Regions from separate parts of the Anas platyrhynchos genome. Here region 2 is linked to region 1. The links are chromatin contacts, called in public Hi-C maps. All regions are on one chromosome and are shown on one strand. Each heading gives the region's core, a stretch centred on a gene start, on an enhancer-like site or on the middle of the called end of the contact. The rest is flanking DNA. Distances are from core to core; before and after follow the strand shown. Region 1 overlaps LARS2 (leucyl-tRNA synthetase 2, mitochondrial). Region 2 holds the start of CXCR6 (C-X-C motif chemokine receptor 6).

Evidence for each region. Hi-C and Micro-C count contacts between places; a contact is called where the count stands out from the background.
Region 2: a contact with region 1 is called in a Hi-C map of skeletal muscle, with 2.3 times the contacts expected there. The contact joins the promoter of CXCR6 here to the enhancer-like site in region 1. A contact is called at or near these places in 3 of 8 Hi-C or Micro-C datasets (skeletal muscle and subcutaneous adipose tissue).

The regions. Positions count from the first base shown.
Region 1 is chr2:113,947,500-113,950,098 of IASCAAS_PekinDuck_T2T, forward strand. All of the region lies in intron 14 of LARS2 (leucyl-tRNA synthetase 2, mitochondrial), which reads left to right. Among named protein-coding and RNA genes, the nearest start is that of LIMD1, 34 kb to the right of the region's middle. Within about 2 kb of position 1,317, at least 5 of the 8 cell types and tissues checked have an H3K27ac peak or open chromatin away from gene starts, as enhancers often do. A contact at or near this core is called in subcutaneous adipose tissue, where this site is marked.
Region 2 is chr2:114,096,317-114,098,915 of IASCAAS_PekinDuck_T2T, forward strand. It overlaps CXCR6 (C-X-C motif chemokine receptor 6), which reads left to right and starts at 1,306. Exons shown (of 3, transcript XM_038174297.2): 1 at 1,306-1,498. All of the region lies in intron 14 of FYCO1 (FYVE and coiled-coil domain autophagy adaptor 1), which reads right to left.

The DNA of each region.
Region 1 (2,599 bases), core at 67-2,566:
TTCCATTAAGTCAGCAGATAGGACTCTGATAGAAAGCAAATGTGTTGAATAAGAAGGTGCTATTTTTACACAGCTGCATTACAGAATAAAATAAGGCATCTGTGACAGAAAAAGCTTATTCTATAAAGGAAGGGTGTTAGAGCATCTCAAAGTTCATTAGGGACTTGATCACAAGTGTTGATTTTCATTAAAAGCACTCAGCTATTGACTGTATGGTCTGGCTGTTCGATACCGTTTGATCTTTCTTCTACCTAAAATGATCTGCTCCTACCCCCCTAGGCATTTATATTGTGGCCTTCTACAGGATTGCCAGCTTGTTTCAGATGGATCTAACTGCACATTTCATGAGCTTCTGAACTCAGCTGCCATTGACTGACCAAGGTCTTGTCTCAGCTCTGGGGCACAGTATTGGGCTTTCTCAGCTTCCTAAAGATGTGGGATGCAGACACATTGAGTAAGCTCCCTTGCTAGTGCTGGCCCTTCTTCTCAGTCCACTATTTATCACTGTTGCAGACTCCACAGACCCAGCTGGGTCATTTGTAATTGGATTGAAAGTCCCACTACTTGCTTTACCCAGGGCAGAGTCAGAAGCCTGAGGATGTGGCACTGAGCAGGAGCACTTAGCTGTCACTCGTGCTTGCTCCTTCATCCATTGTGTGCTCCTGTACAGAGAGATTGGTCTGTCACAGACCTGAACCTGTATAGGAAAATTTCTGAGGGAGAAAAGGTGGGTTACATGCTTCATGCCTAGTACAGGTAATCTTTGGAGATGCAAAACAGACTGCACAGGTGAGCACCCATCTGATGTGCAAGATAATCAAAAGCTGCATAAAAAGAAGGCCAAAGTGCCCATACTTCAGCATTGATGCAAACAGACATGACAGGCAGGTAAAGGCATATCCTGTTTCAGCATCTTTATAATTTAAAATGTGACTGAGCATCCAGAGAAACTCAAGCCACCTCTTCGTTTATTGTGCTGGAAAGGTCTGGTCTGTCTGTATGGACACAGCTTAGTTTCAATTGCTTCCCAGCCATACTACTCACGAGGTTTTTATGATGCCAGGCCACAGGCTGGTGTTGCAGTATTTAGATCAGAATTACCCCAAGTGCTGTGCTGTGGCATCTTTGCCATTCCCTTCCATAGTCAGGAAGCACACCAGTTTCTATGAAGGGGAAAGTTATAGTTGTACAGCCTTATTAGTGCATATCAGAGTGTCACTCTACATCTGACCATGCGATGGAGCCATTACAACACTGGCAAAGCCACACTGCACATCAGGAGAAATTCATTACAGGGCTCAATTTGTTTCTGAGCCCTGTGTTTGTTAGACAGGCTCTGTTTTTCTCGTTTTGGGCATTTCTCCATTCTCCTGCGGTCTCCCACTAGGAACATGTGGAGTTTTTTGTTCCCCATACTTGGTAATGTATTTTGTATTGCATTTTTGTAGCCTCTGTCAGCATAAACAAAAATAGGAAATGCTCATTCCTGCATTCAGCTTTTAATAACTTGGCATATGATCTGAACTAACGCTTTGTCATTAAAAAATAAGTGTTCCCTGAAAAATCACTTCCAGTGGAGAATATTATCTGATTTTGATGTTCTGGCTACCACATTAGCTTTATTTTAGTTAGCAACAAGTGTAGCTATTTTAATAATTGAAATCTTAAACAGACTGAAGTACTGAATGGTAGGAGAACAAAATGTTTTTGTTTTTCCTTGGTGGTGTAGTTTATTTAGTTTGTAGAAGAAACTGTCCTGGAAAGTTATCTCCTAAAGTATTTTTGTACTTGCTTGTTGCTGATAGGATTACAGGACTTTTATTCCCAATATTTGTCTTTTCATTAATTTTGATAATTTGAGATAATTGACATTTGAGCTGATTATTGCCTCCTATTTTTAAAATACTTTTGTTTGTTTGTTTGTTTCTACTGTCCAAATTTGACTTCATTTTTCATCTCCCTAAGTTACTTTAACTCACTTATAAATACAATGATTTTTCAGGCAACCTGTGTTCAAACCTGACTTCAGAAAATATTTATACAGATCCTCTTACTTCATATCATTGATAAAAGCAGGTAGCATGGTACAGACCAGTGCTGCTTGGTGACTGAATGGTACACCATGTGCCAGTACTTGCACAGTATTTGGAAGTATGCAAAATATGCAAGGAAGGGAACTCCTGTTCAAACATGAATATATTGAAGATAAAGTTTGAAGCCTGTTGCTTTCTCTCTCCTGATTTAAAGGTTTTCTTTGAAATATCTCCTTGATTCATAGTCATCAAAAGTTTTAAGGAGTAGCATTTAGAAGGCATCTGCTTTAATACAGTAAAAACATGCACATTTATTGTATAATTTAATAATGATTTAAATATTTTATTGAATAAATTACTGTGCTTTAAATCATTAAGTAAATTTTCCTCATGATCGACGTGCTTATATTTCATAAGATTGTGAAATATGAAATAGACACCACAAAAGTAAATAGTGTTTTGGACTGTGATTTTTGTAAACATAAAGTAAAATACAGAAGCCTGTTTTTATTGTTTCTTCTTTAGATGGACAGATTTATTCTAGCTTTTTGAAAAATATGTAAATA
Region 2 (2,599 bases), core at 56-2,555, 150 kb after region 1:
CCTGGAACAGTTTGTTAATATTTAGCACCTTGCTGCAGATTTGTTTCTCTGAGACAGGAATTGCTACTACGTGTACCAAAGCACAAGGGAGAATTCAATGTAATTTTAAAGAGCATTATGGGGCCATGCATTTCTTCTGCAAGTGATCTTCTGTCAGTAAATGACGCTGTAGGGCTAGGCCAGATTTGCAGGTACCACATCCAAGGACACAGAGATGCAAGCATAGCGCTCTGCGGGGCTGAATCCCCACAGCACTGCAGCTCTGCACAGGCTGCTGCAGAGACCTACCTTCATGGGCTGTTTTTTCTGCACACTGCCTCCCTCTCTGGCAGAATCTGTCCATGACAAAGGCTACAACTTTTCTACACTGAGCACTGCTTCTGAAGATGAGTCTGCAAAGTTTACCAAGAGCAGTGAGGCTCGCTAAGGAAGCAAGCACAGCTGATAAATGCACCTTGGAAACACATCTAGGAAACCACCTGGAATGTCGCATACAATGCAGAGTTTTGCTTTACGGCATGTGCAGGCTTCTTATCTAGGAAAGAATACCACAGGAAAGGCCAAATGAAAGATACGGCTCATGCAGAGCTGTGGCAGAGGCCAGGCTTGTAGCTTGGTTACAAGGAGTGCACAGAGCTGTCCCTAATCACAGAAGGGACAAACAAGAGCAGAGTTATCACCTCATCCAGTGGCATCGCCCAGGCACCTCTGCTTCTCTGCACCCTCTCCAGGACCTCCTCACAACTATTTCTCTCCCAGGTCTTGTACCCCCAGGCTGTAAGTCAATTCTACCTCTGCAAGTGAAAAAGAGTCACCCTTGCATAGGGTGGGCTCCTTCCATCTCCTTTTTAAACATACAGAGGCCCTCCCAGCTTTTTTGTTGTCTCTGAAAGAAAATTTAGCACATGCATTAACGTTAACCAGGAACAAGACTGCCTTAGAGGTCAAAGACTCACTTGGGGATGGCCACCAACACAATGTATTTCTGTGCATCTCTGCTCTACTCATCTCAGATGCAAAAATAAAAGAGAAAAAAAAAAGGCACTGGAATATTTTTTTTTCCAGAAAAATATACAAAGCCTAGAAAAAAAATGGAAAACCTAGTATTTTCCAATAGCTCTCATAAAGTACACAAGTAGTCAAAACAGGAAAGTGGTACATGCAGATTAAGTTTTAAGTCTGCAAATATTTTTTGAAAAATACATCATTTGATTCCGGTCATTTCAATAGAAAGGCCACAGGTTAATGAAAACACAGATATTTTGAACTGGATCTTGAGATCACCGCACGTTCATATTACCGTACCTGCAGTTGCATCACTCAAGGATGTGCCTCAAAAACAAAGCAGTAACTTCACATCACGTTGCTTTGGTCAACAGCTACGAAAGCTGTGACACAGCTACACAGATTTAGCGCTGATAAATAAAGCAAACTGCTGGCTTCTGACTTCCTCTGCAAGATATGACAGCTGCGTATCGCCAAGATGTGACACTGTTTAGTAAGTGACTGTTTTCTCGACTTCAGGTAAACAGGTAGACAGTAAAAATACAGCTTTAGCATTTAAAAGATTCAAACTTGAAAGATTTTGTTAGATTAATAGATGTCTGATTTGATATGCAAAATCAAAGAGAAATGGTGGGATTATATTCAAAGTGTTGGAGATACTGATATTGCATTTTAGTTTTGTTATTAAATCTTTTCTGATGCTTTTTTCCTGCAGCAGCTTTTTCATTTACACTTGTTAGCTTTTGAAAAAGTCCTTTAGACAATTTTTGGATAGCTGGAACTTAGATGATATTTGTATTAATCATCTCATTTTCATTTATGCTCCAGAATCTATTTTTCCTACTTATATTTGCTTGAAAACTGCTTCTCTTTCCCAACAAATACATACATGAGATAATTTCACCTTTTCTGATTACAACCTCAAAACCCTTTTGCAATGAAATTGGTTCATTTTTAAGCAAGGTAAAATTAAATGATGTTGATGAGCATTATTTAACCAAATGGGAAAACAAATAAACAACAAACAAACGAAGACAAAACAAAACAAAAGCACCACTGTAACACAGACTACCAGCTCCTGCTATAACCAAATCCATGTACTCTGAATTCCCAGTGTCCTGGAGATTATAAACACCCTTCTTCTGGTGACAGGATGAGAACTATCCATGCCGGAGCAAACCGGAATAGCATGTTCTTGCTCACCATTACTTTCCTGAATTTCCATTTCATTATTTTGACAGCTAATTCTAAACGAACCAGATCTCAAGGTAAAACCTGTATTAACATACTGGATACTGCGCAGCTTTCTTCAATTCATTTCTCTTACCATGATGTTGTTCTTGTGCAATTTAAGCTTCATTTAAAATTCTATATCTTTTTAGAACCTAATTTCAGTCCATTACACATTCTAACATTTTCCTGCAAATAAACTTATCTTGCTCAAAATTCTCCTGATCACAGCATTCTGTTCTTCCTCCTTCCTGTTTACCTTACACAATGCTTTCCCACTATCTGAGTTCAGGTAGAAATATTACTTCTGTTCCTTCTTTTGAAAAAAGCTGGAATAAGTCCATGAACAGTCTGACAAGGCAGA